4 separate regions of the Mus musculus genome follow, and regions 1, 3 and 4 are each linked to region 2. Evidence: chromatin contacts called from public Hi-C and HiChIP or PLAC-seq data. All regions are on one chromosome and are shown on one strand. The core of a region is the stretch at or near the end of the contact, and the rest is flanking DNA. Distances in the headings are between cores, read along the strand shown. Region 1 has its middle 18 kb from the start of Gm34499. Region 2 has its middle 31 kb from the start of D330046F09Rik. Region 3 has its middle 19 kb from the start of Gm34499. Region 4 has its middle 56 kb from the start of Gm34499.

Region 1 (2,874 bases), core at 268-2,767, 500 kb before region 2:
CAAAGACACAGGGTAAGCTATCATCAAAGATAAGCTATTGTGAGATATTTATATTATTTGGATGGATAATAAATGTATTTTGCAAATTAAATCTTGTAAAATTTTAAAATGAGGACTAAATATTTTCAAGTAACTAAAGGAGTAAAATATAACATCCCAAGCTAAATAAAGAGAAAAAATATGGAAAAAACTATTTAGACATGCAAACATGCAAATGTCAAAGCCCCAGTGACACACCTGCTCCAACAAGACCACACCTCCTAATCCTTCCCAAATAGTTCCACCAACTGGGAACCAAGTATTCAAACATAGGAGCTTGTGGGAGCCATTCTCATTCCAACCACCACAGTTGCAGACAAGGGAAGAATACATGTTCTTACTGTGTCCTTCAGCACAGTACTAGAAGTTCTGGCCATTGAAGTCAAACAACAAAAGGAAATAAAAGGTACCTACGTCTAAAAGTGAGAAATCGGACTGTTCCTATTTACAGAAGACACTGTAGCCTACATGAAAAGTTTAAACACTTCTTTTTAAAAAGTGTCCATGGAAGTTGGACGGCTAAACAGGGTGGTCAGCTTGCCTGGATTCAGAATCACCACCGAACCACAGGTGGGTATGTCTCTGGGGGTGTTCTCAGAAAGGTCTTAAGGCTTTAACTGAGGGTATCAGTTTAACTGTGGCTCATATCATTCCATGGGACGGGGCTCTGGATGAAATACAAAGCTGAATTTGAGCTGAGCACCAGCATCCACTTCTCGCTGCTTCCTGAGTTTGGATTTAATGTAACCAGCCACCTCCAGCTCCTGCCACTGTGTCTCTCCTTCCGTGGTGGGATGTGCACTCACCTGTAAGCCAAACGGAACCCTTCTTCCTTAAACTGCATGCCAGGTGTTTTTTTGTTTTGTTTTGTTTTGTTTTTGTTTTTGTTTTTTTTTTTTTGACAGCAAGAGCAACTACTACAGAAGTAACACATAGTTTAGAAACTGGAGCAGGATGTAAATGTTCTGCCTTGGGTGTGGTTTGTTCTCCAAAGTTTCATGAGCTGGTAGCATGATCCCCAGCATGGTGATGGTAAGAAAACATAAAGCCTTTGAGAGACAACATCTAGGAAAAACTAATTAGATTGGAAGGCCATTGCCTCTGAAAGAGATGAACTCTGATCTTATATAAAGTGAGTTAGCTCTAAAAGAATAGGCTATTACAATATGAATGCAGACTAGAGAAATGACTACATAGCTAAGAGCCCTTTTTGCTCTTGCAGAGAACCGTGGTTCAATTCCCAGCACCCACATGGTAGCTCATAACCATCTATATCACCTGTTCTCAGGGATCTGACACTGGTTTCTGACCTCCTCAGGGACCACATGCACATGGGACATTTACATACATGCAGGGGAAACATCCACACAAGCAAAGTAAAATAAGTCATTTATTTTAGAAGAATCAAGCATGTCCTCCCTGCATGCTTGGTCAGTTAGGAACACAGACCTCTGTCCTTTGCTCCACTTGGCTGTCACCCAACAGAGTCCTCACCAACGTCAAAAGAGAAACAGAGCTGCCCGATTTTACATGTTTAGCCTCTAAAACTGTCAGCTAATTAACACCCTTTCTTCAAAATTACTCAGATTTGGAGACATTGATAAAACAAAACAAAGCGACACAAAAAGTCACTTCTGCTTCTATGAACCAGTAACAGCGTACACGAGGACAGACGAAAAGCATGGTGTTATTTGCACCTTTTCAAAATAAAGAAACCCTTAGTGAGGCCTCACAACCAAAACAGATTTTCATGCTAATGAGTGAAATTTAAAAATACCTAGGTAGTTAGAGAAACATTTAATAGTAGATAGATCTCTCAAAATCAATATATAGTAAAGATTTCAACCCCTCCCCCAAAAGTGATATATATGTTTACCATAAGCTTTATAAAAACCTTGAGGGGAGGTAGATATTTACCAAATTGTCATAAAATTTATATTCAATGTTAAGAGAAACTAAAACATGTTGAAAGAGGAGGAGGAGAGGGAGAAGAGTCGCCTTTTCTGAGTCAAGACCCACTAGTTATAGTAATCAACCTTATACAGATCAAATTCTAAAAATCTAGAAATGGCCACTGAAGTGCAGCCAACTGAGTTTCAACAAAGGTTAAAACATAGGTGGAAGAAGGGTGTTGTTTTTCATAAATGTTATAGAAGCCATTAGTCATCCATAGGTTAAAAACATATAAATTAAATAGGATATCTGAAAATTAAGTCATCAACTCAAATGATCATAAATGTAGTGTAAAACAGAAAACTAGAGGGGTTGGAGTGATGGCTCAGTGGTTAGATCACTTGTTGCCCTTCCAGAGGACCCAGGTTTGAGTCCCAGCACCTATATAGAGGCTCACAATCATTTATTATTCAAGTCCCAATGCCCTTTTCTGATCCCTGGGAGCACCAGGCATGTTCATGATACACAGATATATATTCACGCAAAACACTCATACACCTAAACTAAAACAAATAAACCATAACATGATAAAAATAAACGATACAATGATTTTTCAAAAATAGCAGAGCAGAAAGTCTTCTAAACTCAGGGCTTGAAGAACTGCATGTAGGCATAAAACATAAGCAAAATCCATTAGACCAAAGTATGTTATGCTGGACTTGATTGAAATTAAATGTTTTATTAAAAGGAGAAAAGACAGCTGGGCTGGTGGTGTACACCTCTAATCCTATCACTTGTGGGGGGGGGCATAGGCAGGTGGATCTCTGAGATTTTAAGACCAGCATGATCTACATACAGAGTGAGTTCCAGGACAGCCACCGCTACATGGAGAAACCCTGTCTCAGAAAAAAACAGAGTCAGGCTAGAGTGATAAGGAGAGAG
Region 2 (2,786 bases), core at 62-2,561:
CCTCTGGATCCCGAAGCAGGCACACCACCAGCCTCTTCCGAAGATTCGATCTGGGAGTCAAGCACACCGGACGCCTGAGATTTCACCATAGACCGATGGGACTGAAAAAAGTGCTGGCCCTGGCTTTCCATTCTTTGATCACCCCTACTGGCCAAGGGAGGCTCCTGCTGTGGGCACCTGATTGCTTCCCTTGTAGGGTCTGCTATGCTTAGGGCCACCCAGCTCCCCCAACAAGAATCAGAACACCCTGAAACAGGTGTCCGCTCTGTCAGAATCCTCCACCTGGTGGACGCGGCCAGAAAGTGCTTGCCCTGCAAGCGTGAGACCCTGCTGCTGTGTTCAGTCTCTAGTACCCACACAAAGGTGAAGAAAGGCTGGGATGGCCGTGAGTGCGGGAAAGGTGGACTTCTGTGGCTCACTGGCTGGTCAACCAGCCTACTTGACAAGTTCCAGGCCAGTGAAAGAACCTGTCTTGAAGAGGAAAAAAGAAAGGAGGGGACAGCACCTGAGGGTGTCCCCGCCCACCATACGCAATGTGTGGCCACATTAATATACACACTCCAAGAAAAAAAAATGTGACAGGCACAGTGACGTCCTGATACACTGGCCTCTCTCTCTCTCTCTCTCTCTCTCTCTCTCTCTCTCTCTCTCTCTCTCTCTCTCTTTGTTTTTTTGTTTGGTTGTTGTTGTTGTTGTTGTTGTTTCGAGACAGGGTTTCTCTGTATAGCCCTGGCTGTCCTGGAACTCACTCTGTAGACCAGGCTGGCCTCGAACTCAGAAATCCGCCTGCCTCTGCCTCCCCAGTGCTGGGACTAAGGGTTTGCACCACCACGCCCAGCTCATACAGTCCGACTGGTTTGGACCATATACTAAAATTCCAGAGACCGAAAAATGCACAACTGTCCAAAGCTGTCTTTCTACCCAGAAAAACGTACTTCCAAGAAAAGAGGAGAAAGCAAGAGAAACGTAGTTACGTGTCTTGTATTGATATTAACCAAAGTCAGTCTACTTCTGCTCGAAGGGAAGTGGGCCACAGAAAACCTTCATTTCACTCCCAACAGTTGAGGCTGATCAGCAGGCAGATTGAAAATTGAAGACCAGCCTGGATGTGGGGGTCAGGGAGCAGGCTGGAGTGGGGGGCTGGGGGGGGTGTACTCCTAGAAAAGAGACTCAAATGTTTAGAGATGAACACACAGCTGATCTCCAGCCCCAGTGCAGACACTGACCACAGACGTGGTACTTTCTGAGAGACCAGAAGCTCCAGGAGGATCTGACACAGGAGCTTGGCTAGGGAGCCTTTGCGCTTGCGCAAACTCTGTTGTTTAAATAGTGTCTCTTAGTCACCACTCCTGCGCTGGGTGCCAGGATTTAACAGCCCAGTGCGATCCTATCGCAAATTTCCTGGCCCTCCTCACTTTACCTCCGAAACCTGTTTTGGTGACTGATGCAGCCTTATCGGCCCCTTCTACCCTTCCGATTGTGGATCGGATCTCCTGCCCAGCATTCCTGTCTTCAGACTGGCTGGCTGGAGGCATTTCCCTTCCCTGCTCAACAAACTTGTTTTCTGGAGCCTGGAGGACAGGAGTGGGGGCAGGGAGGAGGAAGAGTAAGCTTTGTTGGTTTGTTTCTAACACAGGCTAAGATCATTGCTTTCTGGGAAGTTTCTAGATGTTTCTGGGTATCAAACTGTTTGTTTTCCAAGGTGAGTGTCCCGAAGTTAAGGTAATGTCAGCTGAATTATACAAAACAACTCTACCTCCCTAGAGAGAGCAGCCACCAAGAGAAACACGGTCCTTGCCTTTGAGCTTGTTGAGTAGGCAGGAAAGACAGCAGAAGTCTGCCAAACACACTTTGTTCTGTTTTCTTCAATTTCCCCCCCATCCAAAGCTTACTGGTTATGAAATATTAACCAGTAAGGTTATATAGTTTCCCCTTTAATCTCAGAAGCCAATTTCTGAGAACTACATTTTTTTTCTTGTGGTGGTGGTCTCAAACTTGTGACCCTCCCGTGCCAGCCTCCTGAATCATTCACCGCATCTCTCTACTCCACGTCACGGTAATCACAGTTATAAGGGGGTATAAATTAGGGGTATAAGACGCTGAGACATGGCGTTTCCTCTAGGCAAAACTAATCTGACACATATACCAGATTTACCTGGAGGATTCTATCCCCGCTCTCCTCGGCAAGCAATTAAAACTCTGTTCTTCCACAGTCTGTAAAAACAGACTTGTAAGCAAGTGCAGATTCAGATCGCTGGATCACAATGGAGTCGATCCACAGATACATAACATCTAATAAAAAAAAAAAGTGACTACAGACCCTAAAGGACATGCACCTCCCCTGTTTGTTTAGTGGTTTGCTCCTCTTATCAGGAAAAAGAAAAAAAAGGCGTGTGAAGAATTTTGAGAGTTGAAAGATACTTGTGGGGGTGGTCTGTGGTGTGTGGTGTGTGTGTGTGTGTGTGTGTGTGTGTGTGTGTGTGTGTGTGTGTGTGTGTGTGTATACAAGCTTGCCAAGCAGGCTTCTTGCAGAATTCACTTACCAAGAGTGTAGCCTGTTGTTGTGGAATCTGGGAGGCACACACTCTGATAACTGCTCCCTCAAGAACCCCAGCCGTTACCATGTGTGAAGATGGTGAGCAACCGTTCTCATTCCCCAAGGCATGAGCCCCACGGCACCAGCAAGGAATCCCTCTCCCCGTCCGCCATGTTCATACAGCATCAACAGAAGGAGTTCCCCAGGTTGGGAAGGAACAGGACTTTGGGTCTGTGGGAAAATGGCTCTA
Region 3 (2,700 bases), core at 7-2,506, 460 kb before region 2:
ACCTACTTTACTTCCTCTGAGGACAGTGTGTGTGTGTGTGTGTGTGTGTGTGTGTGTGTGTGTGTGTGTGTGTGTGTGCGCGTTCTCTCTCTCTCTCTCCCTCCCTCCCCACTCCTTGCCTCCTTCCCTTCCTCCCCCCCCCCTTTAGGGTCACACATATGTCCACAGTACACAGTACAGGGTGGAGAACCACAGTAGATGTTGAACCTCAACTTCTACATCATATAAGACAGAATCCATTTGCTGTTTCCCAGCCTCAAGGTTCTCCTGTGCCCACCCAGTTCCTTGCTATAGAAGCACTGGAATAACAGGTGAAGCTACTAATCTCAGCTTCTCCTTTGGGTCTGGGAGGTTTAAAATTAGGTCCTCTCACTATAACAAGGTCTTTACCCACAAAGCAATCTGCCCAGCCATGGTAGTTGACTTTAAAAAAAAAGTCATCATTTATTTTGTTGTTATCCTTCAGTATTGTCAATTTTACATGTTCTGTGACCCATTAGCAAGACTTTCAATATTTGTCCTACATACATTCTAGAACACTGTGTGTTCCTACTTCTAATAAATTAGCATCTAAATGATATACAAATTGGAAGGTAAGGCTGAAATTAAAAGTCCTGTCTCCCACACTCAGATTAAAAACATGAACTATTGGTAAAGGCAATTCTCTCTAGAATGCTAGACTGAGCAGCTAGGGAGATAGCTTAAGTGATGGCAAAGGCTCAGCTGCTTCCTGAATGTCCCCAGATTCAAGACGTAAGTTCACGTGAGATTAGGCACATTCAAGCTGGTATGGCCACAGCCACAAATACAAGTTCAAATAAGATGACCTTGTTAGATGTGAATTCAAAAAAAATTTTATTACATATTAGATACAATGTTAAACATTTATATGAGACTAAACCAGTGAATTAAATACTATAAACATTTAACTCGCCAATATCCATTATATACACTGCATATTAGCCTGCCAAAGGCTTCCTAGGGACTATGTAATGAGAAAATGGCCTCCCATCTTGTACTTGGATGACCCTACATCAGGTATTCTCAGCAAGTTTGGCTGCAGACAGGGAAGGTAAGAAGGTTTGCATGAATAGACAGCTGGATAGGGGCTGGCCCAGGAAAAATGATGATAACACAATTTTTTATTATTTCTTTTTCTTTTTCCCACAGCAAGGTCACAAGTGTGTCCTGTATTAAGAAAGATTGGGACACGCTGGTCTGAGGACAAGAACTAATTCACTCTAGCTCATTTTGTTCTATTCCCGGAACAGCAAGTGCTTACTGGAGATTATTCATCGACAAATCGGAAGTGCCGTAGGGCTGTTTACTGCTGCATCTTTCTGATCTGTTACATAACACAAGAGGATAAAATCTGGAAAACACAGAAGGTCGAACGGTCACATGATAACATCATGTGAGATACATACCGAACCCTTTGCATGAGTGTCTCATGCCTGTTGTTAAAAGGCCATTTTTTCCTAGCTCCCAGGTTTCCTTTGGTTGAAAAATTGCAATGTATAGTCAGAGTTTGAACAGTTGCCAACTAAAATTCTTGCATCAGGCTCCATGGCTGTCTGTTCCACCAAGACAAATAAGACCGGCCCCAACCCCTCACTTGAGTGCATTGTTCACGGTGCTGAGCCGTGATTTTCCATATCTGACTGTCTTTGTGTTCACCCCAGGAGGAAGGGTGAGCCTGGTTTATTGAGTTCTTATTTCTCACAAAGCGGTAACATCTGGAGGGCTGAGCAGTTTGTTGGCAGGTCCAATCTGAAGGAATTCGACCACGGTTCCGATTGGCTCTTATCAGTAGGTGTCACTAAAGACAGTTTCAGAGACAGAAAAATAAATAGGCCAATTAAGTGATGCCAAGAACAGACTATTTTACAGTCATTTCTACTCTTTTTATTGTTCTTCCAACTGTAGAAGTTTCAAGATTGTAATTATTCCCTGCTTTTCCCCCCTCCCTGCTGCAAATGAACATTTTTCCATTTTCCAAATGCCTCCAAGAGAGGGACATTTAATTAATGTATTTATTTTGTGGTGCTTGATGTAGTGGGTTAGCAAAATGGGAACAGATGAGGGCTATTAATTCTAACACTTTATTGCAGTGAAGCTACAGCCAGCTGCTCTTCTGCAAACAGACTGATGGAGGCTCTGCCAGCTCCTTTCTCTGCAGCATGAAGTGCTTCATATCCGTACAGAACAAGGACAGCCACTCATGCATCCCACCTTGGCCATGCCTTTGTGTCCTTGGAAGTTACAGAGATAGGAACTGTTGCGGGGAATATTAAAAGAGAGCAAGTTCCCTTAATATACCCAGCTACTCTCAGCCCTGGTGGTCTCCCGGCCTATTCTTATCTTGTGGAGACTCTCTGGCCTGAAAATTCTCCACCCGGCTCACTAAGTTCCCACTGGCAGGTCGCTATGATGCCAGCCCCATGCTTTAAAACCCCCATGCCTTTGTGGTGAACATCTGGCAAATCCACAATTTGCCACCATACCTTCCCTCTTGAACTGAGTCAGATGACAGTATGAAGGAAAATGCCACACAAACTTAGTTCAGAAAGAATGGTAACTCAATCGCTGGGCGCAACAACTAGAATCCTAATCATGTAAGCCACATTAAATCTAAATCCTCCAGTGGGAATCTTGGTGGATTCGCCATATAAGCCGGGAGACACTAGTAGCTACATCTTG
Region 4 (2,700 bases), core at 103-2,602, 430 kb before region 2:
TAATGAGTTCTAGGCCAGCCTAGGCTACATAGTGAATTCCAGTCCAGCCTAGGCTACATAGTGAATTCTAGTCCAGCCTAGGCTACATAGTGAATTCCAGTCCAGCCTAGTCTGCACAGTAAGCTTCAGGCCAGCCTAAGCTTCATAATGAGTTCTAGGCCAGCCTAGGCTACATAGTGAATTCCAGTCCAGCCTAGGCTACATAGTGAATTCTAGTCCAGCCTAGGCTACATAGTGAATTCCAGTCCAGCCTAGTCTGCACAGTAAGCTTCAGGCCAGCCTAGGCTTCATAATGAGTTCTAGGCCAGCCTAGGTTTCATGATAAGTTCTAGTCCAACCTAGGCTACATAGTGAGTTCCAGTCCAGCCTAGGCTACATAGTGAGTTCCAGGGCAGCCTAGGCTACAAAATGAGACTTGGTTTCAAAAATCCAAAGTATAAACAATAAATTAAAAAAATAAATTGGAGATGGGTGACAGCAATTGATATCTATATTTTAATAGAAGCTTCAGCCAGATGATATAAAAATAACCTAATTGCAATGAGAAAATGAAACATTTTACAGGGAGGAGAATGAGTTGTCTAGAAAGACTCACTGCCTAGGAGTCATAGGTGGGAGTCACATATCAGATACCCTGCATATCAATATTTATATTATAATTCATAACAGTAGCAAAATTAACAGCTATGAAGTAGCAGCAACAATGTTATGGTTGAGGTAAGGAGCTGTAAAGGGTTGCAGCACCTGGAAGGTTGACAGCCACTGAGAGTCTAAGGGAATGTCCTAAGCAGAGAGTGTGTAAGTAGACTGAAGGCTGTATCTAATTTTGGCAAAGCCTGACACTCCACCCTCCTTCCAACCCTAAACCTCCAGATTGATTTCAGGCCCTCCACTCAGGAAGGCTGGAAACTGGCATGGCAGCTGTCAGTGGGAAATTATTACTTAAACTGTAGGTGACTCCCAAGCCGTCTTTCTTCTTCTAAGATTTGGAGAATAATTATGATCCCCTTTCAGATGCTTAGCTCAAAAGGTAACAATCTCTGTACACAAGCACTCATAACATGCAACACTCACGGTATCTTGTGTTTACCTCTTTGTGGCTTTGACATTGGCAAGAACCGAAACTCTCGGTGTTCCATAGCGTTCTCTCTGTGGCCAAGCCCACCCAGACCAAAACAGTGACCCTTCACACCCAGCTTCTCTCTGGGCTCCTTGTGGAACATGGACAGATTTCTCTCTCTGCTGCAGAAGGTATAGCTTTGTAGAACATTGGTCTGATATATGTGTCTCCTGATTTCCCTGAGGGCAGGCCCTGGTCTTAAGAGAGCTTCTATCTCCAGGGCCTGTCACTGTACCTAGCATTCGGTATGTGCTGAGTAAATGTTTGCTGAATGAATGGAAAGTTGCACAATCTTCTGTTAATTCATGAACAGGCAATCAGGAAATTCCATCTTGAAGTATTCTTTCATCATAGACTGTAAAATATTGTTTAAATAAAGGATGTGGTTTATCCATGTTTAAGTTTTAGGTCAATTTTCTATGGAGTTAGTAAAATCTCATTCCAATACAAATTATTTAATCCCCTGGTGCCTTGGGTTTTCTGCCTATAAAATGAGAATGGAAGTTCTGATTTCCTTGGTTCTGCAAAGAGGGTTGCAAAGCTCAGAGTCCTTCTTACCCAAGCAGCACTCCTTGGGTCAATGCTCAACTTCCTGTCTCATTCCCAAGCTGGTTAGGAGGCTGCGATTGGACTTTAGCACTCAGAGTCTGCTGATTGTTGCTCCCAGAACAAAGGCTGAACGATGAGTCTTACTAATCATGCCACTCATTGCCTAAGAAGTGATTTTCCTCAAGGTCTCTGTCCCTCGGCGCTGAACAAAGTTGTGAGTTGTGGCCTTAGGGCAGACCTGGGCCAGCTGCAGCAATGGTGGTTACTGCTATATTTGAGGTCTCACTGGACATGTGTTATTTGTTCAAGCTAATCTTCTTTCTTGTTTAATTTTGCTTCTCAGTTAATTGAACAGTCTCTTGCTAGAAAAATTTGTCAGTGGCCTGAGAGATTAGTTGAACCAAAGGTTGTCTTTCCGGCGGTAGTCTAAGTCATAAAATCTACCAATGACCATCGGTCACTGTTCCACTTCCTACATAGTGGCCACCACAGATTGAGCACTGATTCTGCCACAGGCTTTGCAAGTGCATTGCTGTTATTGCTTTGTCATGTATCCATGGGGGTGTTGTAACTATCATCACTTTCCATGAAGAAGAGTAGGCTCGGAGACATTTCCCAACCTCTCAGTCTCACACGGCCCTGATCACTCAGAGACAGGACAGATAGTCAGATACTGCTGACTGCAGCTCAGCTTACTTACCATAACTCAAAACTTCCCTAAACATTCATAGATTTGCTCATGTGTGCTTTCTCTCGCCCCCTCCTCTTTCTCCTATCCTATACTCCAGAGATTTCTAATATGCTTTGGTCAAAAGGCTGTCACCCTCAATAAACTATATTCTTACATTCCTTCCTCAAAGGACATACATATGGGTTTTCTTGTCAATGCAAATAATTTGGGGGCAAACTCAAAACTGAAATGGAAGCAAGAATAAGCACATTCATCTTTGTGATTTCTTGTGAAATCTACTGTCCTGTTTTCCCTCCAGTGGTTCTATTGAATGGTTTTTGAGACAAACAACACTTACATC

The links. Hi-C and Micro-C count contacts between places; a contact is called where the count stands out from the background. HiChIP or PLAC-seq counts read pairs in DNA pulled down with a chosen protein or histone mark.
Region 1: a contact with region 2 is called in an H3K27ac HiChIP or PLAC-seq map of hepatocytes, with 11 times the contacts expected there. The contact joins two enhancer-like sites.
Region 3: a contact with region 2 is called in a Hi-C map of uterus. The contact joins two enhancer-like sites. A contact is called at or near these places in 2 of 484 Hi-C or Micro-C datasets (myocytes and uterus).
Region 4: a contact with region 2 is called in a FOXA1 HiChIP or PLAC-seq map of pancreatic cancer cells. The contact joins two enhancer-like sites. A contact is called at or near these places in 1 of 115 datasets of contacts at active chromatin or transcription factors (pancreatic cancer cells) and 1 of 9 other capture datasets (embryonic stem cells).

The regions. Positions count from the first base shown.
Region 1 is chr14:46,201,519-46,204,392 of GRCm38.p6, forward strand. No RefSeq gene overlaps it. Among named protein-coding and RNA genes, the nearest start is that of Gm34499, 18 kb to the right of the region's middle. Within about 2 kb of position 1,518, at least 3 of the 459 cell types and tissues checked have an H3K27ac peak or open chromatin away from gene starts, as enhancers often do. A contact at or near this core is called in hepatocytes, where this site is marked.
Region 2 is chr14:46,703,065-46,705,850 of GRCm38.p6, forward strand. No RefSeq gene overlaps it. Among named protein-coding and RNA genes, the nearest start is that of D330046F09Rik, 31 kb to the left of the region's middle. Within about 2 kb of position 1,312, at least 79 of the 459 cell types and tissues checked have an H3K27ac peak or open chromatin away from gene starts, as enhancers often do. A contact at or near this core is called in hepatocytes, pancreatic cancer cells and uterus, where this site is marked.
Region 3 is chr14:46,238,960-46,241,659 of GRCm38.p6, forward strand. No RefSeq gene overlaps it. Among named protein-coding and RNA genes, the nearest start is that of Gm34499, 19 kb to the left of the region's middle. Within about 2 kb of position 1,257, at least 11 of the 459 cell types and tissues checked have an H3K27ac peak or open chromatin away from gene starts, as enhancers often do. A contact at or near this core is called in uterus, where this site is marked.
Region 4 is chr14:46,276,264-46,278,963 of GRCm38.p6, forward strand. No RefSeq gene overlaps it. Among named protein-coding and RNA genes, the nearest start is that of Gm34499, 56 kb to the left of the region's middle. Within about 2 kb of position 1,353, at least 19 of the 459 cell types and tissues checked have an H3K27ac peak or open chromatin away from gene starts, as enhancers often do. A contact at or near this core is called in pancreatic cancer cells, where this site is marked.